5 separate regions of the Mus musculus genome follow, and regions 2, 3, 4 and 5 are each linked to region 1. Evidence: chromatin contacts called from public Hi-C, HiChIP or PLAC-seq and promoter capture Hi-C data. All regions are on one chromosome and are shown on one strand. The core of a region is the stretch at or near the end of the contact, and the rest is flanking DNA. Distances in the headings are between cores, read along the strand shown.

Region 1 (6,137 bases), core at 1,136-3,635:
TCGGAGTAGGATCATGAGAAGTCAATGGAAGGGCAAAAAAGATCACTCAAGCATCCCTGTCTGCTCTCTAGTCTAAAAGAGCAACCAATACCACCAACACCTTTTCTAAAACTACATCCTATTTTCACTACACTGCCCAAGGACTCCTGCCCATGGCCAGAGGTGGAAGGCCATGTGCTCATTGTATGAGTCTATCTATGCAAAACAGTAGGAAAACTTACAGATAGCTTTCAGTAAGTCAGAAGGAGGAAGCAGGGCAAACATCTCAGTAAGTGGAGATGGACCCCGACTACGCTCAGCTCTCCTTTCACTCTCTTCAAAGATATTTTATTATATTTTTTATGTGGTGTGTGTGTGAGAGAGAGAGAGGGAGAGAGAGAGGGGGGAGAGAGAAGAGAGGGAGAGAGAGGGGAGAGTGAGGGGAGAGAGAGGAGAGAGGGAGAGAGAGGGGGAGAGAGGGAGAGAGAGGGAGAGAAAGGAGAGAGAGAAAGAGAGGGGGGAGAGAGGGAGAGGGGGGGGGAGAGATATTGAGAAAGCACCAACATCTCATCAAGAGTGTGGAAGTCAGAGAGCATCTTGTTAAGAGTCAGTTTCCTTTTCAATGATGTGGATCCCAAAGATGGCCTCAGGCCGTCAAACCTAGTGGCAAGAACCTTTATCTACTGAGCACTCTCACCAGCCCTCTTTTCAGTCTTTTGAAGCAAAAATATTTCCATTTTTTTTCTTGGTTCATTTTTGTTTATTTTTGAGATGAAGGTTTGCTTTGTTGCAAAGGCAGGCTCAGACCTCCTGGGCTAATGATCTTCCCTTCAGCCTCCCTAGCTACCTCCTCCCCCCACCATAGGGGCACGCTGCTGCACCTGGCTGAAAGCTTTTAATCTCAGAGGACATCCGTTTATGTATCATTTCTCTCTTGTCTCTTACGCTTTTGATGCTGGACTGAGAATCTATTGCCAAGAGTTAAAACCACGAAGATCTATTCTCTTTCTTTCGATATTTTTTTCTTTAAAAGCATCCACGGCTTGATGTAGTCTTCTGATCTTTGTATTAGTTTGTGCTTCTGTTGCTGTGATAGAACATCACGGAAACAGTCAAGGAAGAGTTTATTTGGGTTTGCAGTTCCAGAGTGAGAGCCCATCAAAGGAGGACTTGTGGCGGGGAAGCCAGAGTGAAAACCGCAGAGAGCACATCTTCAACAGAAATCATGAAGCAGAGAGAGCAATCTGCATGTCTGGAGATGCCCACCCCCAGTGATGCTCTTCCCCCCAGGAAGGCTGTACCATCTCCCAAAACAGCGCCACCCACTGGTGACCAAGTATTCAAATATCTGTGATTGGGGGGAACGTTTTCATTCAAACAACTACAGAGCCTCTTTGAGTTGGTGCTCGAACTTGTGTGGAGTAGGGCTTCGACTTGATCCTTTCCCACTTGGGTAGTTAATTTTTCCTGTGGTCATTTGCTGGGAAAAGTTTTCCTTGTCCTGTGTAACTGTCTTGTTAAGGTTATTTAAAAAAAAAAAATCACTTGATGTCAGGTGATAGGGTTCTAGAGGGTCTGTTTTATTCTGTAAAAGTATCCATCTGTCTCTGTGCTCAAAAAGCGACCAGGAACTCTTAGTTCAAGGCTGCTGTGGATTTGTAACCACGAGCATTTTGAGCTATTTCTTAAAATTTAGGCACCCCCACCATAGTTCACTCTGATATTTACTTTGGTTTTTTTTTTTTTTTTGGTTTTTTGTTTTGTTTTGTTTTGTTTTTTGGTTTTTGAGACAGGGTTTCTCTGTATAGCCCTGGCTGTCCTGGACCTCACTTTGTAGACCAGGCTGGCCTCGAACTCAGAAATCTGCCTGCCTCTGCCTCCCGAGTGCTGGGATTAAAGGCGTGCGCCACCACGGTTTTTCTCCACTCTGATATTTACAAGCTCCCCCACTTCTGTTGGTTTTTGAGATGACACTGACAGTTCCTGAGTTGTGTTTACTACCAAAGCAAAAAAAAAAAAAAAAAAAAAAAAGGTAAGGGGTAGGTGTGAAGTCACCTTGGACTGAAGATGGAGGCTCCCATTACTCCCTGCTTCAGAGCGAGTCTCCAGCTCTCTTCTCAGACTCAAGCCCCAGCATCTGGGAATCCAACCTGCTCACCCCGATTCTCTGGTCTCCAGTTCCTAAATGCTGGGGATTTAAGTATGCACCACCACAGCATGTCTATGCAGCACAGAGGATGAACCCAAAGTCGGGTGCATTTGAGGCAAGCACTCTACAAACCTCTCTGCGTGGACTTAAATTAAATGATGGCATCGCCTGTTTGGGTTGTTCCCTTCCTCCGGGGGCGGGGAAGGGGTGGCTCCATCTTCCATGTGTTCTCTCTTAGCGGGTAGAGGGTGGGATGGGAGCCTGCAGACTTCATTCGGGCTGGGTGGCAGGTTTGGAGAACGCAGGCTGCACTAGGGTGGCATGTCCCCAGCAGCGCTGAAGGCATGGGTGGCGTCGGGCGGGGCGGCGCGCAGGTGTGCCAGGGAGGAGGTGCCGCACCCTGCCAGGACTCCTGCTGCCGCCTCAGACCCGCGAGCTACTCGGGGACACCGAGCAGGCAGACCGGGCGGACCCCGCAGGAAGCGCGGGGCGCACGCGGGGCGAGGGAACGGTCCTCTCGGCTTTCCGGGTGGTCGCAGTCATGCCAGGCCTGTGGAGAGCAATTGCCCTGGAGACCTTGCTGGGTAAGTCGAGGCTGTCCTGGCGCAAACTGGCTGGGCTTGTTCCCCGCCGGGGTGACAGAGCCGGGAGAAGAGGCCGGGCTCCGGGAATGGAGATGCTTATCTTATCTTCCACCCTGGATGGAAGCGAAGGAGACCAGACCAGATAGAGGTTCCCTGGCCCGGGTTCGGCAGCTCCCGCGCCGCCCTGGGGTTGCATGGAGAATTCTCCCTGTGTCTGCGTTGATCTCGTGCAGCCCTGGACCGTGACCTTCAAGTCTACCTCAATACAGTTTAGTATGGACTTAGCTTTCCCAAGGAAAGGTCACCTGTAGGTGAGCGCCCAGGGCAACTGTCTTTGGCTCTGCCTCCCTGTTTGAGCGATCTTGCTTGGTAGCTGCGAGTATATTAGTGTTTTTGCCAAAAAACGTGCCTGCTTCTAGTCTCCTGGGCTCATTTAGCACAAAGTAGCAAGGATTTAGTATTCTGGTTCTATGGGAGATGTATACTTAAACTTTGAGTTTAATGTACTTTAAAAGGTAAACTTGGGAAATGGCTTAGTCCTGCAGTTCATTTGGAAGCAAGCATCTTTTGGGCCTGTGGAGGGCGCTCTCCTGAGAACGAGAGTTTCTATGGGCAGTCTTGTCTCAGGAGGGATTGAAACTCTCATTTTTTTTTCCTGCCTTCCATCGGTGCCTAGTAAACTGGGAGGTGTGAAGTGAGTCACTCTGCGTTCCTCCAGGAGGCTTGATCTCATTCTGAGAACTGTGAGGTGGCCTGCAAAGGGACTTGGGAGAAAGTTAAGTGCACCGCTGAGGTCTAAGCTCCCTGTGATATTTAGTCCTGGGGCAAGCCAGGCAATCACTGAACTTTCCGGTTCTCAGAGGTTTGCATTGTTGGTTTGCCCCAACTGTTTCAGCTTTGGGGGGGGGGGGGAGGGAATAAGGTGTATACATTTACCTCCTAGGATGTGGATTATATGAGGAATAAAGTTATCTGGTTAAAACCCAGCTCAGCCTGGCACAGGGCAAACGCCGCTGCCTTAATTATCATTATTGTCTAAGATCACACAGCCTGTGCCCTGTTTCACTCCCCAGCCCTGCCCAGTGAGGGAGTTTTATGATGGTCTACTCACAAGTAAAGTCTGTTGCTTAACTAAAGGGCTCGAGGCTGTAAGTTGGGGTAGGGTGGAGGGAACACTGCTTCTTTAGTTTTATGACATATGTATGTCAGACATATGTATGGGACAAATTAGGTGAGAGTATTTTATCAATCAGAATCCTGACAGGAAGCGGGTTTCCTTCTCTGATGGTACAGCCTATGCTATCTTATTAAAGGGACCATCAACAGGTATAGACACGGTTTTCTGACTACATAATTATGGGAGATGAGGTGGTGACAGACTCACAACAGCCTGTCTGTCCTCCATCCTGCCTGCTGGGGAGGGAACTAAGTCTCTCTGTCCTCCACCCTGCCTGCTGGGGAGGGAACTAAATCAGTCTCTCTCTCTCTCTCTCTCTCTCTCTCTCTCTCTCTCTCTCTCTCATACCATGTGGTTGCTGGGATTTGAACTCAGGACCTTTGGATGAACAGTCAGTGCTCTTACCCACTGAACCATCTCTCCAGCCCCAGGAACTAAATCCTTAAAACAACCCAGTTGGTGCCAGAGGCAGGACATTCAGAGCTGAGTGGAGTGTCAGGCTGTATAGTCAGGAACTCCGCCAGACTCACATTCTCTCTTAAACGCTTTTCCTAGGCTACGTCTCCTGGTCTCTCTACCACGGACTGAGCCCCATGATCTATTATTTTCCCCTGCAAACGCTGGAGCTCACAGGGCTGGAATTCTTTTGTGTAGCCTTTCTCTCTCCGATACTCTTAACAATTCCCCCACTCTGGAAACTCGTCAATAAGAAGTGGACACTCTCTCTGCTGAGGATCGTCACTGTAGGTAAGGTTTCAGTGTCTGAGATTCTTCTGTTAGTCAAAAAGAAAATGGTGTAGACCTTTCATTGACCGAGGAACTGTTGCCTTTCAGAAGTTACCAGTTTCTTTCCTCTTTTAAGATTCTATTTTATTTATTATATGTAAGTACACTGTAGCTGTCTTCAGACACTAGACGGAGGGAATCAGGTCTTGTTCCACATGGTTGTGAGTCATCACGTGGTTGCTTGGAATTGAACTCAGGACCTCTGGAAGAGCAGTCAGTGCTCTTAACCGCTGAGCCATCTCTCCAGTCCCCCCAAAGTCACCAGTTTCTTTTCCTTACTATCACCTCAGAAAAAATTCTGTGAAATTGGAAAACCATACTGAATCAATGCATTTTTTTTATGTCTATGCCTGAGAGGGAAACATCTAAAATTCACTGAAAGAAGGAGGGAAAAGGTACCTTGGCGAACAGGCCAACTGTGAGAGGACTTAGACATGATGAGAAAGATAGCCCAACAGTACTGCATAAGGAATGAGTTAAGTATCAGAAATGTCGCAGCAGGTGGAAACTATTTGAGATGCTGTTACTCTGTTGCTGATTCCCATCCAGTTTCAATATACCAATATTAAAAGACCAAAAAAACAAAAAACAAACAAACAAAAAAACCCAAAAAACCTAAAAAACCAGCAGAAGCTGTATGCAGTCCCCAGGAAGGAAATATAGCTAGTTCTTAAAAAATACAATAAAATTGGACTGTCAAAATGATTTAATAGGTAAGGCTGTTTGCCACCAAGCCTAATGATCAGAATTCAATCCCTGATTCCAATCAATAGAAAGAGAACCAATGGCTGAAAGTTGTGCTCTCACCATTGCACGAGGCATTTACTTGTGTGAGCAGACACGTGTTCACACACTCGCACACGCACACACAAAATACACATATGTAATAAAAACTAAAGAAACCTCATAATAATAATGACACACACATATTCATTGCCTCACAAATGGATTGGCAGGGAAATACATATACATATACATATACATATACATATACATATACATATACATATACATATACACACACGTGTGTGTATGTGTGTGTGTGTGTGTGTGTGTGTGTGAAGGGTGGGAAATGGGTGCCCGTGCATGGCTGGCAGGTATATAAATCAGCACAAAGCTTATGGAGGTCAGTTTAGCAGCATTTACCCAAACTGCAAACTGCATACAGCCTTTCTGTCAGCAACCCCACAAAGAATGTGTCTTATGTAGACATAAACATGCTACGAATCATATCGGTAGGACAGAAACAATCCAAACGCCATCTCTAAGAGATATATTAAATAACCGCTTATGAAACCTGGAAATACTGTGCAGCTACAAAAAGGGAGTATTATGAATAGATTTTTAAAAGGGAAAAATGTGAGCTTGAAACTGCTTGGAGCTGTAGCTGAAAGTTGGGATGCTCACCCTCCTGCCCAGCCCCAGTAGATGTCTCTGAACCTTTCTTAGGGGTCTGTTGGTG
Region 2 (6,137 bases), core at 1,996-4,495, 850 kb after region 1:
AGCTGAAGTGAGGTCAGTAGCAGAGAATGTTTCTGAGGGAAAAATTACCTGACAGGAGACGCTGTCCCATCTCTGAATATCTGGGTGAGCCACCAGTCTGACTGGTCACCCTGGGAAGTCAACTAACTGGGCCTCAGTGGCAAGACCTGCTTCTCTCTGCCTGTCCAGTATTCTGCTAGCCAGAGCCCTGCCCACCTGCCCAAAGCTCCCTCTGCCAACTTTGGAGAATGCCACTGTGTGACACCAGTGTCAGGCTGGCTCTTAGCCTCAGCCACCTTCTGAGCATGCACAGGCAATGCTTCCATACCACCGTGGGTCCCTGTTCACTTTCTTTCCTGCAGGCTGGTGGATCCCTTCCCTCAAAGCTCGACACATTTGTTAGCTGTAAGTTGATCCCTTCTTTTCAGCACACATTTATGGAGTACAAAGTGTTCCAGGCGCTGGAGGCATAGCTCCTGCTTTCGGTGGACTGGACTATCAGGGAGGAAAACCATCAAGCAAAGAAGTGAGTCACAATATGTCACAGGAGGTTTGCACCTAGGGGAGGTAGAGGTAGAAGGGTGAAGGTGAGGAGGCTTCAAAGGGTCTCTTGGAGGAAGAAGCGTGTCGGAAAGATCTTTGTTCAAGTGAGTAGGCCTGTGCTGCAGACAGCCACGAGGAAAGCATCTAGACAGACAAGCAGCAGCAAGTGCAGAGGTAAGACGATCCCTGGGGCTTCCAGGAGAGCAATGGCTGAGAGGGACAGAGGCAGCCAGGGCTTTGCCACCTGGGGCCTGGTACAGAAAGTCCCTAGAGGACGGAGAAAAGACAGAGCAGAGCTCTGAGTGGGAAGGGAACTGCATAGCCCAAGGCTGCCTATGCAGGAAAGGTGGTGGCCCTGGAACGTATGGGGCTGAAAGCAGCCCGTTACCCAAACAGGCTGCCTCCAGCTCTGGGTTTCACATACTGTTAGCATCTGTTAGCGTCCTCTGGTCCCTTCCTGACAGTAGGAACACAGCGAGATACAGGCAGGCAAAAGCCACATGAAATAAAACCCTGATCATGCCATACCACAGAAAGAAGCTGGCCCATTACCATGGCTGCATTGCCACCAGCTCTTGAACTATCAAGAGCCTTGATTTTTGCCATGCCAGAGTCACCAACCAAAGGGAGAGTGGAAGCCAGGTTCCAGAAAGCACCAGCGAGAGAAGAAGCCATGAAAACCTTCCACCACTGACAGAACTGGCTGTCCCCTCCGACCCTGAGGATTCAGGATTGATCAACTTTCTGGGAAGGAAGAGTTCTTATTACTTCAGGAGAAGAAGCAGGATTTTAAACTTCCCATCCCATGTAAATATTTACCCAGCCCTTGCCCTGGGGCAGGGCTCTGAGAGAAACAAACCAAACCAAACCAGCCAAATGCTGCTGCCTGCTTGGACTCCCACTGTAGCCCCAGGGCCTGAGCAGGCTGCACTGAGTGTTCAGTGGACAGAAGGCTCTGCTCTAATTTCCCCAAAACATCCATTTACCCCTCAGAACTGGGGTGGGCAGTAGAGTTGCCAATCCTCTCCACACAAATGAGACTCAGAGAAGCTCTGCCACTCTCCCATTATTTAAGGTAGACTGCTAGACCCAGAGCCCAAACTGTCAAATGGTTGTGTTTCATCTGCAGTCAGCAAACCTAGGAAGATTTTTTGGTAACAAGCACAGCATAAACATGGTAAAATGGCTCCAGTGTACACAGTAGCAGGAGGAAGATCCATCTAAGCTGTGCTGAGCCTAAATGATGGGTGTTTGGAAACTTACACATTTTTTATTGCCTGCAGGCCCACAGTGATAGGGGGCTAATCTGTGAGACACTAACCAGTACAGGCCTCTGTTGCCTGCTGCCAGGCACAGCTAAGACTGGATTGCAGCAGGAGCAGGTGGCTTATCCTCAGGACTTAGCATGCTTACAGTACAGGAAGGACTATGGAGATACTGCCTGAATCTCCTCTTAACTATTTCTATGTCCAAGTGACAGTGACTTTAAGTAGTGACATTGCACTTTAAGAAACAGGATCCCCCTCTGCATCTTCCGCACTGCTGGGCAGTCACTGGTGGTTGACACCATCCCCAGTCTCTTCTTCTGGCACAAGCCAGATTTTGTTCTTCCCAGAGAGGGACCCACAACAGAGAAGATGCTAACTATCACTGTGAACGGCAATCACCTGACGGTTCTGTATCCATGCATTCAACCGGCTGTGGATAAAAGATATTCTGGAAAATAATCCATCCACACTGAACATGTATAATGCTCAGGCTTTTCTTACTCCCTAAATGTTGAGTGTAACAGCTTTCTGCATAGCATTTACATTAGCCTGGGTCTAAAAAGTAATCTAGAGATGACTTAAAATACACAGGCAGCTAGCCATATGTAGGTTGTATGCAAATAGTACATCATTTTTATATAGGATAATTAATTGGGAATTTGAGAGTTTGTGTCTAGAAATTTCTGTGAATATAAACAGATGACTGTCCTGAGTTTCTAGGGCTGTTTGTTATTTCCTTTACCTAACTGATATGAATACTGGCCCTCCAACTTCTAGGTTAAAAAAAATAAATAAAGAATCTATACAGTCAACTAGAGAGAAAAAGACAGCAGATACTACTGGCCATTACCACACCTTAGGTATAACCTTACTCATACCTAATTTTGGTAATCCTGAGAAATAAGTATCATCTCCATTTTATACTCACAGAAACTGAGGTCAGAGAGGGAAGAAGCTTTGAAGTTAGAAAGCTAACAAATGGGGGCAGTTTCTGCATCTCGCGGTTATACGGTACTGTCTGTAAAAAGCACATATAGCTAGATAACTCTATAGGCCAAATGGGGGTCCCAGGATGGAGGAACTAGGAAGGCTGGGCATCCAGACTTGTGGCATTTACTAGGTGTTCGTAGCATGCATATGAGTGTCGGGGCCTGGGGCAGGGCCAGCATGAGTCCGTTCTGGCAATGGGATGGCAACTGATGGAGGCTACCAAAGTGGAGACTGTAATACGCTAAGGGAAAAGTCTCCAGCTAGAACAGGGATGGGGCAGGACCCGGAAGTCCACTCACAGGCATGGAGGGGAGGAAGAAAAATGAGCAGAGAGGAGTAAGCTGGGAAGGAAGCAAGGAACAATGGCCAAATAAGGAAGTGCCAGTGATGAGCTTCCTTTCCTGTCCAGATCTGCACACTTGGTAAAAATACACCATATGTCTCACCCTGGCACACGGAGATGTTGAGGCATACTGCTATTGGTGGGTGGCATTAAAGATACCCCTCAGGAGCCAAAAAAGAGGCCACTCCACCCTCCTGGAATAGCAACCCCCAGCCCAGCTGGTCCAGGAATTCAAACTCAGCCAGGCAGTACATATTCCAACCCAAGAGGCCAGAAAGGCTGCCCTCCACTGCTGTTCCCTGAAGAGGATTCACTGGGCAGAGTGAATGACAGTGGCATTAGCATGTGGGGAAGGGAACTGAAAGGCTGTTTGGTACTGATGGGGTTGATCAGGCCTGGCAGAGGATCCCAGGATGGTTCTTGATCACTCCCCTTACCCTCAGCCACATACCCTGAGTCCTAAGCTTCGGGGACAGATTCTGCCTATTCACAGATTACGAAATCGGTGGCTCTGGGGCTGGAGAGGTGGCTAGCTGGCTATTCAGCATGAGGACCTGAGTCCTGTATACTCAGCATCCGGGTAAAAAGCTGGGTGCTGTGGTGTAGAGCTGTATTCCCAGTGTTGGGAAGGTGGAGACAGGAGGTTTAATAAAACGACTTAAAGGAAGATGCCCAACATCAACCTCTGGCCTCTGTGTGATGAATGTGTGTAACCTCAGACCCCCAGAAATGGGTAGCTCTCTGCAGTGGCAGTGTCTCAGGTCAGGGGCTACAAGAGCCCTGTATCTGGGTTCATGGGATCTTGGTAGAGAAACCTAGCCCTAAATAAAGGCCCAGGGCCTGTCTGCCAGCAGTTTGAGGATCTCACTGTAGAAAGGGTAAAACTTCAAGATGATCCGAAGGTGACCAGGAAGGGCTTTCATGACCCCGAGTTCCTAATTGCAGCTAAAAAGGAGGCATGTGGCGGAAATGACACGGGACAGGAAGTGCTGCTGTATGAGTTCAGATTTCAGAAGGGATGCCTGGAGTCCCTAAGTGGAGGGCTTAGCCAGGAAGTGGCCAGCTGTGGCACTGGGAAGAGGGGCTTCCTATAGGAATAAGAAGCAGACACAGGCTGGGAAAGACAGGGACAGAGGACACTGCAGCTGTGGGAGGAGCGCACAGCACTCTGCAGGCAGAGACATGAACGTGCTTTCTCGAAAGGAGTGGTCAGGACCAGGCTTTCAGTTCCTATTCCTAGAAATGCTTTTTCCTTGCTGGACCAGCTCATATGTCAGTTTCCCCATGAAACCTCTTTCCTTCAGCACCCCACCCCCACCCCTAGGCACTGGATGACAGCTCTGCAGCTTTGGTTTCAGCCCTTCTCTCCAAGCATATGAGGGACACTACCAGATCCTGGAGCTGCCAGTAGAGGTAGAAGCAGACTCCCTTTCCTCAATAGGAGCTGGATGTGGCACCCGTGTGCCAAAGGGTCCTATGTTGGAGGCTTCGTTCCCGGTGTGCTAATGTTGGTAAATAATGGAGCCTTTAAGAGCGGGCCCTTAATTAAGACACTGAGGCATTGCTTTCTGAAGGGATAAATGCCAATGTGTGGGGTGATCTAGTTATTCACAAGCAAGTTGTTTTTTAAAAGCAGAATATACATGGCTTCCAGTCTTGCTTTGTAACTGCTATTGTATGTCTGTGACTGATACAACGTCTGTACGAAGCTCTCGTCAGATCTAAGAAGAAGCAGGGCCACATGCCCTGGCACTTCCAGAACTATGAGCAAAATAAAACTCAGCTCTTCGTGTACTATCCAGCATTGAGTGTTTTGTTATAGCAAAGGAAAGTTGGCTAATGCACCCTTCTCAATACAACTTCAGAAAAGCTTTCTGCTAGCTGAATTAAAGCATACGGTGTCTTCACTATGTAGTGGAGTTGTAACTACCAAGTTGTAACTATGAACAAGGCAGCATTCATCCTTAGTGACCAGAGAGTTGCCCTTGAGTGACTGTTAGAGCCATTCCTCAGGCTAGAACAGAGGAGCAGGAGACTGAGGGCCTAGGAGAGAGCATCTCACTCTAATGACCATGACTCAAGACAAGGGGACATTTTTGGAACTGTGTTAGCTATTCTGAGCATTTTGGCATGAGAATACTCTTTACTAAGTGGGACTTGTAGATATCACCAAGCTTTGTAAGGCAGCTAAGGAAATGACCCATTTTATAAAGCCATACTGCAAGAGAAAAGTGAGGGGAGGGAAGCAGAAGGGAATGTGGCATTATCTAAATAGACTAAAGACATTTTCTAAAATGGTACAAAAATAATTAAAAGCTGTGAGTACTTCAGTGAGTCAGTCAGTGTGGCTGATGCAGGAGGCTGGCTGCCCCCACTGGTGACAGGACACTGCATCTAAACAGCTCCTATTTAACAACTGCTCGGTTTGAAACTGCTTGGTTTGCTTGGTTGTGGTAGGTATGCTTTTTGCCTCTGGGCACAATATGATGCCACCTTGGAGTAGAGATTAATGTGACACAGTAGCCATGGCAACTAATAAGCACAATAACTTATGCTCTGGTAACCAGGTCTGATGGCAATGGAACTGCTGCCATACTCTCAAGTATGTCAAACCCTTCTTCCCCAAGTATACTCTTGTAGATGGGGGAGGGGAGGGTCTTAGTATACAGCTATTAGTCCCCATCATACCCCTTAGCTGCCAACAATCCTGAAAACTGCTGGATCATATGGGAAGAGAAGGTTGCATGAAAGGAGTCTGTGGTGCAGCTTCTGAGAAGTCACCATTCATGACAGTTGAGACTTTTTTTTTTTTTTTTTTTTTGTAAAGAAAAATGGAACTTAATCTTTATTTATAGGACATGACAGGGTACGAAATTCTACATAGAAATAAACTCAGAGGACAGCTTCATAGAGTATGTACAGTTTATAACTGTTCAAGTATAGTTAATGTTCAGCTAAGGCACAAAGTTGTTAGCTACATGCTGTGCTAGTCTGTGTTCTCATAAATCTCTTAC
Region 3 (6,137 bases), core at 1,241-3,740, 770 kb before region 1:
TTTATTGGCTTTCATGATGGCTGTCCCATTAGACATTTGGCTAGCCCAATACAAACTTGCCACTTTCTTTTGACCAGTGCTTGAGACTGTCAAATTTAGTTTTCCTCCATCTGATAAGAGAAAGTTTTGGTAGTGAGGCATTTGATTGTATGCATTAATAAAGTTGAGCAAGCTCTCATGTTCATGAGAGCTTGGGTTGGTTTTATGTTAACCATATATTTATGCCCTTGGTCTACTGCTTTGGTTGGATTTTCTCTCATATTACTTCAAGAGCATTTTAAAATATGAATAATACACTATAGGGTAGAAAAAAGCAGAATTTAAAGTAATATTTGTAGGAATAGCGCTTTATTAAAACAATATGCATGCCCACAGAAAGGATGACCATTTCAATGTTAACTCGTATTGCATTAAGTCATGGACTCCTTGGGAGTTTTCCTGTGTTGTTCATGTTTGTACACACTGTACCCTAGTTGCACTGGTGTCACAGTAGCAAGCATAGCTGCCTTCCATATTGCATATATATATAGTTTTGTTTGTTGGGGAAAAATATTTCACAAATGAGATTCTGCTTAGCAACAAATGGCCTCTGTATAAGCACCTTTGTTTTATCTTGAGATTTTCCTTACGTATGTGTGCATGCATGTTCTGCCTACATGCATATTGGTGCACTGCATGCATGCGGAGGCCAGAAGAAGGCGTCAGATTCCCTTGAACTGGAGGTACAGATGCTTGTGAGCCACCATTTTGGCTCTAGGACTCAAACTTGGTTCTTCTGAAAGAGTAGCCAATGCTCTTCACCTCTGAGCAGCCCTTCCAACCCTGCACTTTCACTCAAAATAACGTTTTTATTTTTACTAATGCAAGAGCTATCTGTTGGCCGAAGAGAGTGAAGGTCCACTGAGAAAAGAATGTGTCCTGGCAGAATAAATACCCAACAGCCAACCAGGCATGGTTTCCTGTCTTGCCCTTCTCGGTATTTAATGGCAGGGCTGTTTCTTACTGCAGCAACATCAAGATGTTGTTACCGTCTAGAACCAGAGCAGGTTTTGCCTGCTCTACGGCAGGGAGGAAGGCACGACCTGAAACAGTCATCACCTCCTTATCAAGGATGTGGTCTCTAACCACCGGCTTCAGAAAATTACTATGAAGCCTCAACTTAGATCTTTCCGACCTCGACCTCTGGGCTCCTCCTTTTCTGAGATCCAAGTTCAGAGACTGAGATAAACACACAGACTATGCTAAGCCAGGGGCAGTGGCCCACACCTATACTCCTAGCATGCAGGAGGCTGGGGCAGAAGAGTGACAAGTGGATCCAAAGCCAGCCTGGCCTAGAAAGTGAGTCCCTGCCTCAAAATGAAAGGCTGGCATAGCGAAAATAACCCTCTGCTCCTCCCCCTGACTCAGCACTCTGGGGAGTCAAAACTGCCAAGGGGAGTAAGAAAGAAATAACGGATATCATCCCAGTAGCAGAAGCAAGCTGTAAATCCCGTGAAGAATCGTTCCAGCGCGGACACAACACGGTTGTATGTATGCCTCTCAAAAACAGATGGGTTGCCAACTCGCTAAGCCCAGTCTTATCACCGTAGGAAGAAACCCTCAATGCTTTCTTTGGAAGAAACAGTTTTTACCAAGTGAATTATTATCATGGTCATTATCACAACCTTCACAGTCCACAGAAAAGGTATAAAGTATCCACCTCAACGCAAAAATCTCAGCCAAGAGCAATATTTAGCAAAATCATAAGAGTTTGTCTCCCCAAGGTCCTTTTAAGCCAGCATTATATAATAAAAACAAACTTACACAACTATGAAGTATCAGAGAAAGTAATCATAGTACATTTTAATATTTGGTGTGTTTTTATATAAAACGCGTTAGTCATCCTTTTGTTACTATAACAAATAATACCTGAGACAATCAACTTATAGGAGAAAAGGTTTGCTTTGACTCATGACCAGGCTGAGCTATCGCTTTGAGTTCTCTGGTGAGAAGAGCAGATGGTAAAATCCAGAAGCTCACAGCCCTGAAAAATTACTCACCTCGGGCCAAGAACCATAGAAAAGCAGTCAGAATTGATCGTTTCCTTCACGAACACTCCAGTGACCTCAAACCTCCCCACTAAGCCTCATTTCTTAAATGTTCCACTATCTTCCACCAGTCTCACCCATGAGTTCTGTCCTTCGATACATGGGCCTTGAAGGGTACCCGATATCTAAACCATAGCATATAAACTATGGCCCTGGAGTGTCACCAGATCTTGCATCACCAAAAAGGTTTTCTTCAAAATCAGTATGTTTTTCTGAGCACGAGTAAACACACAGACGACACCACGCCTGGAGACCGTCTCCCTGCTCCACCTCCACAAAAAGGGAAAGGATCCAGAACCTCCAAGATTTGCTCCTTGACCTCCACAGTCAAGAGGCCACGTTTCCACTGCTTACAAATAACTCAGTCTGTGGTTATTGTAGCAGCTGAAAAACAGAGGCAAGCCCCAGGTGCCCACTTCCTGTTACACACACATGTCTATGTGCACAGGCAAATGGCCCGTTATCTCAGCATTCTGTAAAGTTCCCCAGAGTGGGGAGTTTGCTTTCTTTCCCTTCCTTTATCACGATCCCATTTTATATTAGTAATAAAGCCAAGTCAACACTTCAGTCAGGCACTTAGAACCCTAAGTACATGAAGCACAGGAAGTCCCCTGGACACTAATTGCAGATTTTATCCATCACAGTAAGTAGTCAACACTGTGTGTAACAGTTTGCCTTCTTGTGTAAGTCTATACTTATCCCCAAAGGATCGTGTTTGAAATATTTGTAATTTTGTTGAAAATAACCTGCAGATGGTATAGAACCTAACCTGTACCTCCTTAGCAGCTTTTGGGTTGGTTTTGGTTTGGTTGTTTTGGCTGGTTGGTTGGTTGGTGTGGTTTTTGTTTGTTTGGTTGGTTGGTTTTTCCTTCTTGGCTTTCCTTGACTATTTGCTGTCTCAAAGCAACACTGTATAACACTGTGTAGTGAAAGGGAGAAAAGAGAGGAAGTGGGAGGGCCAGTGGGGTAGCGCAGAGGTCAACGCACTTGCTACTAAGCCTGACTCCCTACGTTCAGTCTCCAGGACCCACTTAAAGGTGGGAGGAGAGAACACAGTCCACACCATACACATATTAATAACAATAAACTTTTTTTACTGTGCTCTTCTTTTTAAGATTTATTTATTATTTTATGTAAGCACACTGTAGCTGTCTTCAGACACATCAGAAGAAGGTGTCTGATCCCATTACAGATGATTGTGAGCCACCGTGTGGTTGCTGGGGTTTGAACTCACGACCTTTGGAAGAGCAGTCAGTGTTCTTAACCTCTGAGCCATTTCTCCAGCCCCAACAATAATCTTTTTAAAGAAAGAAAGAAAAACCAAATCCGACAGTATAGCATGTAATAGGCCGGTACTATTAATGTCGGGAGAATCACAAAAATCACCCCAAATTCAGGAGTTTGGTGCCCAATAAAGGCAATGACATTTTTGGAAGAGGAAACAGCATGGAGCAAAACCAAAATTAAAAAAAGGTAGCTAATGAGGAAAAGGCCCAGTGTCTCTCCCTTACACCCTTCCCTGCCCCCTGCTTTCTCTCTCGCTCTCACCACCCTGCTCTCCTCCCTCTCCCTCTCCCTCTCCCTCTCCCTCTCCCTCTCCCTCTCCCTCTCCCTCTCCCTCTCCCTCTCCCTCTCCCTCTCCCTCTCCCTCTCCCTCTCCCTCCCCCTCCCCCTCCCCCTCCCCCTCCCCCTCCCCCTCCCCCTCCCCCTCCCTCTCCCTCTGCCCTTTGTGTGTTGTGTATGTGTGTGCGCAGTTTTGAATCAGGGTTTCACTCTGTAGCCCAGGCCAGACTGGAACTTACCATGAAGCCCAGGCTGGCCTTGAATTGTGGCAATCTTCCCGCCTCAGTGTCACAAGTGCTGGGATTACAAGCCTGTGTACCATCCTGGGCTTCCATATCTTCATGAGTGCTTTCAGGAAGTGAATAGCAGTATACTTTTACATTTCCTCTATGGAAGCACTGACCCCTGGTACCCACGAACTGGAAGACAGAGCCTTTGAGGTTGTGATTAATTAAAAGGAAGACAGGTTGGCTCGATCTAATCTAAAGGGTGTTGTCAGGTGAAGTAGAGAGCTCACAGACATGTGAGAGGAATGATGCCGGGCAGAAAGAGCCACAAGGTGGCTACCTGCCAGTCAAAGATCACAACCTCACAAGAGCCCAAACAAATGGCAGACCCCTTGCTCTCTGGTACTCAGCCTGCAGAACCTTGAGATGATGAGTTCTGTTGTGTCAGCTGCCCAGCCTGTGGGCCTCACTTCTTCCTGAAGTCACCTGAGCATTATTTAAAGTGCCTACTAGAATGGAAACAGAGATGCATTGCAGTGTCTACAACATAATGACCAAACTATCTATATGTTCAGCACAGACACAAATTCTGAATACTTTTGCTCTGCGGCTGGTTGGCTCGGGCTGCATTTTGCTGTGGTCCCTCAAGTAGACCGATACAGTTGGATGAAGGACTCCAGGTATGGCTTCTCCTCCTCTGCATCATAGTCTGCAGAAGTTACCATCAATGCACTGACTCACTGTTACCATGGTCCATCTCTGTGAGCTTCTCTCCCACCAGACTTGACAACAATTGCCAGTGAGCTCCTGTTTTTATGTTTGTCTGTCTGTCTGTTGTTTGTTTGGGGGTGTTTGATTTTTGTCTCTATAACAGTGACTATCAGGCTTCCTCTCTTATGTTAACTCGTGTGACCATTCAGTTTGTTGTGGTGACCCCTCAATCATAAAATTACTTCCACTGCTACTTTATAACTGTACTTTTGCTGATGTTATGAATCATAATATAAATGTATGGTAGGCAGGATCTCTGATATTCGACCCCTGGAGAAAGGTCATTTGATCCCACCAAAGGATCTGTGACCAGAAGGTTGAGATCCACTGCTCACAAACTTATACATTGTCCAGCCCATAATATGCAACCAATCTTTTCTTTTAACTTTTGTTGTCTCTTTTGTTGCTCAAACACTACAAATGTGTCACGTAAAATATGTACCTGTACTCAGCTCTCGTTTTAAGGGTGTGTTTGGATGATGGTGACTGTTCTGTGAGTGTGAAACACATGCTTATGTTCATTGATGTCCTTAGAGCAAGATGATCCTGAGAAATTCTGGTGTGCTTTACAAAGAAATTTTATTAAATTTATAAGTTGATTTTAGAAGAATTGACATGCTGACGTATGAGTTTTTAATCACCAACATGAGATGTCTTCTTTGTAAAAACCTGCTTTACATTTCTGGTAATTTTCATTAAATGCACTCTACATGTTAAATTTTCATTTTTATAAGACCTGCTATCACCTTATCTAGTGGGTCTAAAAGGATAATTACTAATTTATATTTTATTTTGTGAAGTATCATCTTGCTAACCTGATTACTTTTTATGGTTTTGAAATAATCCATTTGAGAACTTAGGACCTGTGATCATATTATCCATAGGTAAATATCCTCAAAAATTAATCTAACACTGTCTTAGTAAGGGTTTGTATTCCTGCACAAAACATCATGGCCAAGAAGCAAGTTGGGGAGAAAAGGGTTTATTCAGCTTACACTTCCATGCTGCTGTTCATCACCAAAGGAAGTCAGGACTGGAACTCAAGCAGGTCAGGAAGAAGGGGCTGATGCAGAGGCCATGGAGGGATGTTACTTACTGGCTTGCCTCCCTTGACTTGCTCAGCTTGCTTTCCTATAGATCCGAAGACTACCAGCCCAGGGATGGCACCACCCAGATTGGACTCTCCCATCCTTAATCGGTAATTGAGAAAATGCCTTTCAGCTGGATCTCATGGAGGCATTTCCTCAAGGGAGGCCCCTTTCTCTGTGATAATTCCAGCTTGTGTCAAGTTGACATGCAAAACCAGCCAGTACATGCACCCAGGCATGGAGACACATACTTTTGATCCCAGCACTCAGAAAAACCAGGCAGGCGGATAGATCTCTGAGAGTTACATTCCAGCCTGCTCTGCATTTTTCATAATGAGCCCCAGGCCAGTGAGGACTACATAGTGGGACCCTGGCTGAAAAAATTAAGAATCTAAGAATCT
Region 4 (6,137 bases), core at 1,506-4,005, 700 kb before region 1:
AATCACCACCCTGGAAAACCCCGCCCCCAAGAACACCACCTCCCCCCTAAAGCGCGCCTCCTGCTCAGCTCCCTGCTGCTTCTCACCAGAGCAGAGGAAGACACCCACCGTCTTGTATCTTTCCTAGTACATCTCATCATTTGGGTGAGGTTTGTTGCGCTCTGTGACTTTATGGCATTCCTTGACTCCCGGACTGCGGGCTACCTTTCCCCCTCAGAGCTGTGATACTTACAGCGACTATGGAGTTTGGCATTGGTCGAAAGAAAGAAGGGTAAAAGGAGAAGAAAAACAAGGAAAAGAAATAAGAGAATGAGGAAGAGAAGAGAGGAAAGATCCTTGTAGTTATTTGGTTCATTAGGTAGTTAATTAGTGAAAGACATTTTAGAATAATTTCCTACTTGGTTATAGCGTTAAAGGACAAATAAAAAAATAAAGTTGCAGGGTTGGAAGATGTAAGTGGGTGATAGCACACAGGCTTAACACGTGCAGGGCCTTGGCTTAAACCACCAGCATTGCAAAATAGACAAGAAAGCTAATGAGCCTTTCACAATAAGATGCATGAATTTTTTTAAAAAATGGTCTAAAATTAAGCCAAAGGCACATTCTTCAAATTATCAAAATCGATCCCCACACAGGTGTGCACAGGAAGGCGATTTGCCTCCGACTCACCAGATCCCTGTGAATATAGCAGCTCCTCTCCAGGTACGCCATCCCTTCACATATGTCTTGGCACATGCTCAAGAGCAGCGCCTTCTGAAGCTGGCCTTTCCTCTCCCTGAGATAGTCAAGCAGGCAGCCGTTCTCCATGAACTCCGTCACTATGTACAGGGGCTTCTGCTGTATACACACCCCGTAAAGTTGAACTAACCTCGAATGTGACAGTTTCCTGTCGAAGAAAAAAACCACACACACACACACACCAGTGAAATGGATTGCTCTTGAATTTTAAAATAGTAAGTTATCATTTTCATATTTGAGATAAGATAGATACGCATCAATCCTACCACCGGGAGCACATAGCATTTTCTTTCGACTTTATGCACTGAAAACAGGGCCTCAGGACTCTGAGCTTCCAAAGTCATCAGTATAGAATAGTGCATGCCCTGTATCTGTCTGACTTGCAGCCATCTCTTCTTCTTCCTGTCCTGTCAGCTTTAGCATCCTCACTATGGATTTCCCCAGTGCAGGTCTTAAGAGTTCCTGCTCTTTGGATCCCAGTTGTACTAACTACAACCTTTAGATGGAAAATTCCAGGCAGGCAGCAGGGAGGGCAGAATAGACTGGTGGTCATGAGGAAGAAAACAGAATTCTAAAGAGTAAAGGGATTTCAAAGTAAACGTTTAGAAGTAGCTGGAGACTAAAAATGATTCGCCAGCATGAAACCCTGTAGTATATTTGGTAATCACACAGAGTTGAAGTTTCCTATTAAAATATACTCTTAATTTAAAATAAATTTTTATTTGCATAGGTATTTTTGTCTGCACATAAGTCTGTGCACCATGTGTATGCAACAGTACGGGCGCCAGAGAGGGCTTCCGATGTTGAACTGTAGTTACAAATACTTGTTAACCACCATATGGATCCTGAGATTCAACCTGGGAATTCTGCAAGAGCAACTAATACCCATAACAGCTGAGCAATCTCTCCTGCCCCAATACCTATTTGTTTGTTTGTTTGGCAATCCAGGCTTCAACACCCCCACCACCACCAAATATTCATGAAAATAACTTTAAATTAATGTTTTATAATTTTTAAAAGATGTATCTTTTAAAAAGCAGTTGTGTTGGTCAGAAATGCTGTGAAAAGTACCTTAGAAATGTTCTTTTTATCACCCATAAAGGTAAAGTGAGAAAGAGAGACAGAGACAGACAGAGAGACGGAGAAGGTATACATTCAACATTTTTTGATTTATCTTTCAAGTCCGTAAGCATACTTCCAGTTAAGGAATGCAATTTGCATGTGTGCAAAATAATGTCAGGACAGCAAATCTCAGAATGAAACATTTTCAAGCCATAAGAACCCTGAGACTATATAACTTCATGGAAGTATTTGAGAACTGAAACATGACAAAGCATTCGCTTACGAGGGTGACTGTCAAAATGCATCTGAGATAAGACAGATGTCTATTGGAAGTAAGGCAAAGGCAGGCAAATGAACCCTCATATGTGGTTCAGTTGAACAAATAGGACCAACACTTCACACAGGCAGAGAAGCGTGTGAATAGAAATGTGTGTTCCTGTGATGTTACTTTCTCTACACACGGATCAGTCCCTGGTTAGACATTCCACAAATCACTATAGGACCACTGGTAGATGGATTTAATTCTTTTCAAGTTTTTTTAGCCTTCTTGCAAAGTTCCTCAGCTCCCGTGTCTTCCCTTGAAAGAGCATCCTGAGACACGGGAGCTCAGGACATCTCCTGATATCCTTTTCCAACTCTTCTCTTCCGTCGCTAACAGAATCAAGTTTCATGGTTCTCAATATCATCTCTGGGGAACCATTCTCAAATTCGTGCCCTCTACCCTGACCTCTCTCCAACTCTAGCCTTACACATTTACCTGACTACTTTGTCATCTTTAATTCTTCTAATAGGCTTCTCCAATTCAACACCACCACACGCACGCACGCACGCACGCAGGAATCCACCCACGCACCTGGCTCTCCCTGCACAACTTTTAGCCTGCTAGAGGAAGTCCTCTTCCTAGCAATTACTAACTGTTCCTGTAACCCTGTGGAGGGGCTCGTGACTCTTACAAATTCCTGGACTCCTGAATCATGTTAAGTTGTATTAGCTTCACAAGTCTTATGAGCCTCGGGGAACATTCCGGTCCCAAGAAAATAGCTTTACTAGCTACAAATGTAAATATATCTACCAGTTGTCCTGCAGTGAGTTATGACACGTCTCTAATACGTGTGTAGAGAAAGTACCATGACAGGAAGCAGGAACACACATTTCTACCCACACGCGTCTCTGCCTGTGAGAAGTTTTTCTCCTGTTCACTCAACTCTTCACCCTCAGAAAGTCTGATCCCTGAGTTCCCAGCCAAGGTTGTCTCATTCAAGAAGCCCCTTATCTAACATTTACTCAGCACCTACCACTAAGCTAAGCATAATATACTTTCCTTGTCTTTCTCATTGACCATTTCATTAACTCACACAGCGATCCAATGTCAGAAGTACCCGTTGTTTCCAATTGTATAGGTGAGGACTCTATAGACTTGAGGATGACATAGTTCATGCATGTCACACAGAGGTTAAGTAATTTGCCAGGGTTACACAATGTCTTGGGCAGAGTCGTGAGCCAGGTGCAGGTGTGTCTGATTCTAAAGTCCAGGTTCTGTCTGAGACTCTGAGGGGCGGGGCCGTGAGTACGTGGGGCAGGACCTTGCACTTACATCATCACCTTGGCTTCCTCAATGAAGTCTTCTTCAGACATGGAACCTTCATTGATGGCCTTGATGGCGACCGGGATATGTGCTCTCCATTCTCCTAAGTGGACAACCCCAAACTGACCACTTCCGATCTCCTTGACAAAAGCCAACTCTGATGGATCTATCTCCCACTTTTCTAGAAAGGCAAAGGACTCGTGTTAAAAAGTGAAGGAAGGATGGTTAAAGGACAGAAAGGGAGAGCGAAAGATTTCAGAATTATCCAGTCCTATCTCCTTGTTTTACATAGATGTTAAAGGTATACAGGTAAGGATCTGTAACAATATATAATCCAAGATGTCAAGGGTTAAAAGAATTGCCTGCTTGGAGACAAGAATATATAGCACTGAGACTATCAAAACATAATATTACACATATCCATGTACTTTTCTAAACAAAACTAGTGGTGGGACCTAAAGCATGGATGTCCCCAGCCTGGATTTGTTATAGTGCTAAGGGTGGGGCATTTTCTTTTCCGGAGGTACTTCCTCTTGTTGTTTCAGTTTCTCCTACTGTTCTCATTCCACTGCTAAAACACCCTTCCTGCCTTGCGTAGCCTCTCCTTAGGGATGGGTCTAATATATGTAATTGTATACATGTCCATTACCAGGCTGTTAACCAACATATATCTAAACATGTGTTTAAGGTGAAATTTGTGTTGTTGTATATTTCTCATTTCTCATAAGCAAGCCAGGAAGGGGGAGAAAAAGAACTGTTTATAAAATAATACCCTTGAAACTATGCAAGCTTAACTTTTTTAGCACCTAACTTTCCCTACAGCAACACCGCCACCTGCTGGAACTTTAGGACAATGCACTTAGCAGGATTATTAATGATGATAAGTAGTCCCCAACTCAGCAGGGAAATGCTGTTGTAAAGGTGACAGGAGAAACGGATTTATGACCTTGACAGTGGCACAGAATTTCTTGATAGAATATTATCACAGGAAAATATTAATAAACTACAACTCATAATTTTGTCTGCTTATCTGGAGAGTTGACCCTGTGGTTGAGAGTGCTTGCTGCTCCTGCAGAAGACCAGGGTTCAATCTCCAGCATCCACAAGCTGGCTCAAAACCATTCTGAGCTCCATCTCAAGGAAACCCAACTCTGTCCCTCTTCTGGCTTCAGCAGGCCTCATAAAACAGAATATCTAAATGACTGCTATACCTATTAAACCGTGGCCAAAATAACTAATCGTGAGGGATCAAAATTAAACCATAAACCAATACCGTCAAACACTTAACAAAATGGCTAAAGGGAATTTTTACCAAGGGTGAAACTATAGGCCTGGTATTCCTATACATTGCTGATAGGAGTGGAATTTGGTATAGATTCTTTGGAAAATTGATTCTGCCTAGGAAATCTCAAACATTGTGACTAGCCTTTGATGAGACAAAACTACTCTAAACTATACTTACAGCAGGGCCTAACTGAACATTTATCATCTAAACATAAACGAGAGCTTTCATAACTATAGTACTTGTAAGAGCTAAGCCTGAGGGACAACCCTAATAGCTGTGTAAAGGAGGTAGCAACCCTGACAGTGTAGCCCTCCGTCCCAGGGAAAATGAGCTGGCCACACCCAACACAGTAGACGAAATTCAAAGTGGTGAGAACAGGAAGAGGCCAGACAGAGTGTGTAGTTTCTCATTCGATTACCTAAAGTGCTCAAAACTTGGCAAAACAAAACAAAAAAACAACAAAAACAAAACAAACAAAAAAACCCACTATGCAATAGGTGTGGCTTATGCCATATTTTGTTCAAAAAAGTTGATCTTTTCCTGAAAAAGTAAAGAGCATAATTGCCAACTGCCTTGCTAATTACATAAGATCTTACATATAGGAATGATAGATGTACCCATAGCACCCTGAAGTCCTCCTTCCAACATTCTTAAACTAAGACCCTGAATCATAGTCATTTTTATGCAATATAATTCTCACTGTTCCTTGTTTCTTTCCCAATATAATCTGAGTCCTGCTAATGAGAGGAATTCAAGGGAACAGCATTTTCTACAAGTCAGAAAACAATATTTCCCTGGTTGACATTTAGTCTCACAGACGTGTAAATGTCACACCTGCTAGAAAGTGATTTGAATCTGAGGGTAGCGATTCTGTGTGAACAAAAGTGAAGCGGAGCCGTTAAACTCAACAGCTCTTTTCTCATGGAAAGCAGTCATTTCCCAGCAAACCTTGTAATCAGAAAACAACAGCCTCAACATCCAGAGAATAGTAGTTATTTATCAAAATGGGAGGATGACAGGTCCTCATAAGGCACGGTGAAATGCTAAGCTAAACCAGAACATTGCTACTGACTTCACGTTGCCCTGGGAGATGGGTTATTTCAACATCTCCAGCAAGAGATTTACATTTTTAAAGGAAACATATGCAGATAGACATTTCAAACGAACTGAGAATTTAAGGAATCTTCAGGGTGGTTCCTGGATGGATGGATGGATGGATGGATGGATGGATGGATTCCCTCAGCACATGTGTGTACTTTACCATAGCTAAAACCAGATGTGGCTGGTAAACAGCTGCCCAGGAGCCCAATGGGATAGCGGAGACGAGATATGAGACCTAAGGAGAAAGAAAAATGAGCATATCAAAGCTAGTTATTAGTTACAGTAGGAAGAAGTAGGTATACTGGAAGGTAGCACTTGCCTTTAAATAATTAGGTATAACAATTTGGTGGGTCATTATAATTCTCT
Region 5 (6,137 bases), core at 2,317-4,816, 540 kb before region 1:
GTACATAGACACAAAACTACACACACACACATACACATAAACACACATGTGTACCAACTTGGAGAACGAGAGAGAGAGAGAGAGAGAGAGAGAGAGAGAGAGAACACTTTTAAATTAAAAATGCTAAAAACATGCTTAGAACCAGATATGGTGACACACCTGTGACTCTATCACAGGTGAAGTTAAAGCAGAAGGAAAGCCGCCTGTTAGGCAGCCTAAGCTATACAATGAATTCTAGGCTGGTGTGAACTACATAGCAAAGCCCTGTCTCAATAATAACAACAACCATAATAATGTTAAAGACACTGGGAAAACCCCAGTGTTAAACTTGGATACTACTGATACTGAGAAAACCTTCCTAAAAGACTTGGGAAATAACAAGACAGAAACTTATGAAAGGCACAAAGTGAGAGGATTGATCCAAAATACCTGACATCCAAACAACAAATTCCTTAGACAAACATTACAGAAAAATCGGACGAAAATACCAATGAAGGAACCCAAAAAATTTTCCCCAAACTAAAAGATGTAAACTCCCACACGCAAAAGCCCGCACACTGATAAGAACAAAGACATGCCAGCGCACAGCATCAGGAAACTTAGAGATGGTGGGAAAGAAGAGAATAGTTCATAACCTCACAGAAAGAGCACAGCAGGGCTGTGGATTCCACCCCAGCTACACGCAGAGATTAAGGAGCCAGAAGTTCATAACCTAGAAGATACTGAAACAGTGCCTTTGAAATTTCCATCCCAGGATTCCACACTCAGCCAGTCTGCAAATTGTGAAGGGAAAATGGATAACTTCAGTTAGAAAGACTGAGATCCTGTGCATCCCTTTCCAGGAAGCTTCGAGGATTACACACACACACACACACACACAAAACCCAGGAGATGGGACACAGGAAAGAGATAATGGGGATTCCCAGGAGGCTAGTGACAGAGCAGCCTCTGAGTGACAGTTGCAATACATAAAAAAAAAAAGTCCACCTCTCCAAGTGTATGGCAAACAAGAAGGTTCATGTTCAGCTTCTTGGGGCAAATAAAGTAGAGAGAAAACCTGGTTTCTTTAAGAGAAGGCTTGGAGAATCGGTCAAGAGTTGCAGATTGAATTAATGAGAAGTACACACACACACACACACACACACACACACACACACGCCAAACAATTACTAATCCCAAGGAACACAAAAATATGTGTTTAGCTGAGCTGTGAATATTGACCTAGCCATAAATCGTGTGGCTTATCTTGATCTAGCTACTTCAGAGCCCAGATTCTGTGCCTACATATATTTAAATTTGTTTGCTCCTTCTGGTTTCCCAATAGCAACCTGTTTATGGGGTTTTGGTTGTTGTTGCTGCTGCTGCTGCTGTTGTTTTAATTCCTTCCTTTTTTTTTTTTTGCCTTTACAATGGAAATGTAATTTTCAACCTCTACTTCATGGTAGCTTTGGTCATCTGTGCCCTGAGCAGTCAAACATGCAGTCAAATTAGTAGTTATAATCTGACCCAAGTAAGGACTGGCTGACCCAGGCAGAGATTGAAAGGCAGGCCTAGGTGGAGACAAGCATGGAGATACAGATAAGGTCTACGCCCTCTCCTCTAGGTGGCTTGTGGTTGTTTTTTCCAACAAATCTCTTCTAACAGCATAATCACATGGAATGAGATCATTTTCCCATGATCAGAAGTCAATTTCATTCCTTTCTTACAGACTTGAATGCCCCGCGAAGGACCTTAATGCTTGATACGAATTCAACTTCAAAGACTCTGCTTCACCTGCTGCTCACTGGACGAGAGCAGAGCTTCTACGGGCTCTGAACAGGGACAAAGTCCACAGACACTTACTGAGAATCCACAGGGGAGCCATCAGCAAGCTGAGTATCAACAAATGATCTTCCCCAGATGGGAGTGGAGGGAGTGGGGGGGGGGTGAAGTAAATGCCAAAATCTAGTAGGATGGGTGCAGGGAAGGAAGAGAGGCACCAACCAGGGCAGCCTGGAGAACCTGTAGGAAGAGGTGTGGTTAGAGGCCCTGGGTGCGGGGCGGGGAGGGGGGGGAGCGAGGGGGGGGATAGGGGGAGGCCAGGCATTCTTCAAGAACACAAATGTGCCAGTAATTGTCCACAGTATCTCCATCCTCCTTTAAGGATCAGCTGTAGGGAGAGAGGTTACACATAGCCCCAGCCCTGTCTGTAAACAAGACCACCTTGTTGTAAGGGAATCAAGAAAACAGTGTGGCAATGCTAAACCTTGCATTCCCACCCTAGATTCTTTCCAATCTAGAAAGAGAGGGAAACTCTAGGCCAAAGATCCATGTAGGGCAAAGGTATCGCCTACTAGAGCGCTTCACTGATTTGCATGTGTTTACAATACCTGTCCCCACACAATTCCACAAACCCGAAGGCACACACCCTTGTGGGAAGAACGAGGGTGATTTACATAGGCACCCTACAGAAAGCACCCCTGAGCTGGCAAGGAGAGGAATAGTGATCGGATTCATAAGTGTATGGCGAAAAGATAGGTCTGTCTTAAACAATGAAAATGTAACTGGACGACATGGATGTTTTCAAATACTTAATGTGTAAGTTTAGCCACAGCTCCCCCCAACCCCCGCCTCGCGGAAAAAAATCAAGCTCTTCCTTATTTTGAGTCTATAGACCACAGAGCTACAGTGTCGATCACTCAGCTATTAAATCCCAAATCTTACTTAGGAGACTCGATGCTTCCTCCTACCGCGCCTCGGCTCTGTAAAAGAATTATATAGACGGGAATAGGTTGTCAGAGTTTCCTTAGAGGAAAATGGGAACTCACTGGAAAAATGTAAAACCTCTGCTTAAAGCATGCAACTATTCTGTCTGGATAGGCTCCAAACCCACTTAACCAAGCCAGCCACCCAGTTGTCCCAATTTAACACTGCGATCAACTCTTCTAACCAAATATTCCACTTTCCAAAGATAAGCCCGAATGGGACCTGGTACACAGAAACATATTCGCCAACGACAGGAAAAAGTTAAGAAATGTCAGATCCAGGGGAAATTGCACAGTCTCGGGACAAGGTCCACGTAGTTTTTCCCACTTTGATTCTTCGAGTCCCTGTTTATCAAGATCCAGATACCACTTTCCAGAAGAGAAAAATAGCTAAAGAAGTACGTGCACCTGCTCGGGCACAAGCAACTGTGGACTGTCTTCCTGGATTCGAACTTTACCGCGGGACAAGCAGAAAGAAGAAAGGCCCCCTGCCGCTCAACTGGGAAAGGAACTCAATCGCGAGTCCTCTCGGCTCAGATACCAAGTCCAAAAGGGCTCAGATCTGCAGCCACCGGGGAAGGCGCGGCCATCAGGGGAGCGCACCTGTCCCTTCTTCCTGGCCCAAGGGGGACGGGCCTCTGACCTGACGCAGAGAGTCCGCTCTCACCTCCGTGAGAAGGGTAGAAAAATCCTCCCTAATCCCACTAAGGTCAGTCTCCCGCAGGTGGAGGCCAACTCCGTGAGCGCCGAGAGTCCCTTGGTTCTTACCTTGACGGAGCGCGTGCCGAGACAAGCCAAGACAGAGCGACGTCCAAACTGCGGAGCCCGGAGCTCGGCAAGCGCTGACCAAACCCATCGGCCACGCCCACCGCCCGGCTCCTCCCTGGCCCCGCCCCCTCGCCGCGCCGCCTCTGCCCTCCGCTGCCCACAGCGCCAGTGTCCCACCTTCCTTCCGCGATTTCAAAGCCAAAGGGAAGAATCGGAGCTCGCGGTCCTGCGGCCGAAGTTCCAGGGAGCGTCTCTTATCCAGACAGACGCGGCGTGGGGTCTCTCTAAGTCCGGACTTCCCATCCTAAGAGAACCGTCCAGAAAAATGCTCCTTCGTCCCCGGCTCGGAGAGCCGGTAGCAATAGCACTTGTGGGTGGCTAAGAACCGACCTCCACTTCCGCTTAGCCCCTCGCGGGCGAAACCGGATGATGCTGTGCTCTGGGGTGATAGAAGAATGGGTGGCTTGACTGACAAGCCTGAAGCATCAGAGCCTAGCATAGGGTCACCCACTTACATTATTACTGTTGATACACTAATAATGAAAACAACCTTCAAGTTATTCACTTTAAATACTGTAAAATTCTTAGACTCCAGGAAAGAACGTGCCGTTTGTCACCTAGCTAGCTAGCTAACTGAGAAGCTGTCCTGGAAAGGCTGGGGCTGTAGATCAGTGGTACAATGTTTGCTTAACATGCACAAGGCCCTGGGTTTGATTCCCTACTTTCAAGTCTAAGTTGTCTTTGATGGTAGTCTTGAGTCTTAGCCACTGTTATCTGATCTCATCCATCCTGTACTGTCAGACAGGCATGGTGGCCCACATATTTTATTCCAGCTGAGAGGGCAAAGGCAAGCCCATTTCTAAGCATTTAAGGCCAGTCTGGTAAACATAGTGGTTTCCAGGCCAGCCAGGGCAGGGATATGAGGACCTCTCAGAAGGAGAGAGACACAGGATAGGACTGTAATGTTCATAATAGTCCATGGGAATAAAAGACTGAGTTCGCCTTTGGGATGGAGAGAGAAATTAATTTGTAAAATGCTTGCTATGCCGAAGGTTGATCAGGTAGAGCCCATGTTTTTAAAAAAAAAAAAAAAGGAAAGAAAGAAAGAAAGAAAGAAAAAGGGAAGAGAAAGAAAGGAAGGAAGGAAGCTGTTTTTCACCTGTACTCCAGAGCTGGAGGCAGAACCAAGCATAGCTTGGCCAGTCAATCTAGCCCAACTGGCCAGCTCCGGGTTCCATGAAAGACTTTATCTCAAATAATATGGAAGAGAGCAATTGAGAAAGACACTTAGCCTCTGACCTCCACAGTGGAGCCTTTACATAGGGAGAAAACCAATATACCGGTAAGCAAAGAAACCATTTCACAGGTGAGAAATGTCTTGGCTGAAATAAACTGGGGTAATGAAAGAGAGATTGATGAGGAAGGAGGACTTCTCAAAGGAGGACTCTGTGGAGCTGAGGTTGAACAGTGAATCAGGCAGCCAACCTGAAGACGACGCTCGCGATCACGTGTGCAGTCACGTGTGCAGTAAGACTCCTCCCCGACACGGCTCAGGACTTAAAAGCAGTGCCTCCCTGTGCTATTTCTCCTGTGATCATCTTAATGACCCGAGAAGTCAGCTGACAAGATTCCATTTGACAGGGAAAGAACTAAGAGCAATTTAAAGGACTTGCCTAAAGTCATATAATTAGGAAGGGGCCGGGAATGGGAGGAGAACGCAGAACTGAACCAATGATTCCTGACTCCAGTTCCTCTCCTCCCGGGAAGGCCTCCAGTGTAATGAGCCAAGCTCTGAAGGAACCTTCCCTTTTCTCTCCTGCCTCTCATTCCCTTCAAGAGCTTATTTCCCTGCCATGCAGAGAGATGTCCCTGGGGGAGCAGGGGCTTGAATCTGTGAAACTGTATGTAAAAGAGTAGAGGCACATGTGCGTGCAGAGAGCAAGTTACTGCTACCAGTACTGCAGTGAGTGAGTGTGTGTGTGTGTGTGTGTGTGTGTGTGTGTGTGTGTAGAGTGTAGACTCGGAAGCTTATCATATTGATACCACTTTAAAGGACCTGATACTTCCTTTTTTTTCTTTTCTTTCTTTTCTTTTTAAGAACTATGATACTTTCCTGTCACATGGTCTGCTACCCCTGGGTGACCCTTGTGCCTCATATTCTCAACTAAATGGAATGATGCTTTCTTAATGTTAATAAAGTTGAATATAAAATGGGCATTTATATACATTTCTTGGAGCCCATGGTCTCTCTTCTTGTTGGGTATTGCCATAACATCTATAAAATTGTATTTATTTAAATGCTAGATAACCCTTTTTAACCCATACGTAAATTTCACGTGGCACATAAGAAACATACAGAATCTGTCTGAAAAGTTTGTACATAAAGTGGTGTTTGTATTTGGAGTTTCTGACACTCCTAATTTGGACATCTCTGCCTCCCTTTTGTGACCTTTCACCTATCCAAGGACTCTGCCCCTCACCTGACCATGTATTCATTGAATGAATAAATGATAATGATAACAGACAAGGACAGTATGGTCTACAGAGTGAGTTCAAGGACAGCTAGGGTTATACAGAGAAACCCGGTCTCAATAATAATAAATAATAATAATAACAACAACAATG

The links. Promoter capture Hi-C pulls out the DNA fragments that hold promoters and counts their contacts. Hi-C and Micro-C count contacts between places; a contact is called where the count stands out from the background. HiChIP or PLAC-seq counts read pairs in DNA pulled down with a chosen protein or histone mark.
Region 2: a Hi-C map of cortical neurons shows a contact between it and region 1, with 2.6 times the contacts expected there. The contact joins the enhancer-like site here to the promoter of Cwh43 in region 1. A contact is called at or near these places in 1 of 39 promoter capture datasets (the HPC-7 cell line) and 1 of 484 Hi-C or Micro-C datasets (cortical neurons).
Region 3: a contact with region 1 is called in a BATF HiChIP or PLAC-seq map of CD8 T cells, with 5 read pairs. The contact joins the enhancer-like site here to the promoter of Cwh43 in region 1. A contact is called at or near these places in 2 of 39 promoter capture datasets (embryonic stem cells and pre-B cells), 1 of 115 datasets of contacts at active chromatin or transcription factors (CD8 T cells) and 2 of 9 other capture datasets (embryonic stem cells and liver).
Region 4: a promoter capture Hi-C map of pre-B cells shows a contact between it and region 1, with 3 times the contacts expected there. The contact joins the enhancer-like site here to the promoter of Cwh43 in region 1. A contact is called at or near these places in 7 of 39 promoter capture datasets (the C10 cell line, the HPC-7 cell line, hematopoietic stem and progenitor cells and 3 more) and 1 of 9 other capture datasets (adipose tissue).
Region 5: an H3K4me3 HiChIP or PLAC-seq map of stem cell-derived neural progenitor cells shows a contact between it and region 1, with 2.0 times the contacts expected there. The contact joins the promoter of Tec here to the promoter of Cwh43 in region 1. A contact is called at or near these places in 9 of 39 promoter capture datasets (the 3T3-L1 cell line, cranial neural crest, embryonic stem cells and 5 more), 3 of 115 datasets of contacts at active chromatin or transcription factors (double positive thymocytes, embryonic stem cells and stem cell-derived neural progenitor cells) and 1 of 9 other capture datasets (embryonic stem cells).

What each region holds. Positions count from the first base shown.
Region 1 is chr5:73,403,693-73,409,829 of GRCm38.p6, forward strand. Cwh43 (cell wall biogenesis 43 C-terminal homolog) reads left to right here and starts at 2,386. Exons shown (of 16, transcript NM_181323.2): 1 at 2,386-2,712; 2 at 4,445-4,636. The coding sequence starts at 2,670.
Region 2 is chr5:74,249,771-74,255,907 of GRCm38.p6, forward strand. All of the region lies in intron 5 of Scfd2 (Sec1 family domain containing 2), which reads right to left. Among named protein-coding and RNA genes, the nearest start is that of Rasl11b, 58 kb to the left of the region's middle. Within about 2 kb of position 3,246, at least 26 of the 459 cell types and tissues checked have an H3K27ac peak or open chromatin away from gene starts, as enhancers often do. A contact at or near this core is called in cortical neurons, where this site is marked.
Region 3 is chr5:72,633,776-72,639,912 of GRCm38.p6, forward strand. The region is part of intron 1 of Cnga1 (cyclic nucleotide gated channel alpha 1); the gene reads right to left. Among named protein-coding and RNA genes, the nearest start is that of Cnga1, 5.9 kb to the right of the region's middle. Within about 2 kb of position 2,491, at least 61 of the 459 cell types and tissues checked have an H3K27ac peak or open chromatin away from gene starts, as enhancers often do. A contact at or near this core is called in CD8 T cells, where this site is marked.
Region 4 is chr5:72,706,851-72,712,987 of GRCm38.p6, forward strand. Txk (TXK tyrosine kinase) reads right to left here. Exons shown (of 15, transcript NM_001122754.2): 9 at 5,932-6,006; 10 at 3,395-3,566; 11 at 670-886. Among named protein-coding and RNA genes, the nearest start is that of Txk, 43 kb to the right of the region's middle. Within about 2 kb of position 2,756, at least 26 of the 459 cell types and tissues checked have an H3K27ac peak or open chromatin away from gene starts, as enhancers often do.
Region 5 is chr5:72,864,882-72,871,018 of GRCm38.p6, forward strand. Tec (tec protein tyrosine kinase) reads right to left here and starts at 3,567. Exons shown (of 19, transcript NM_001113460.2): 1 at 3,513-3,567.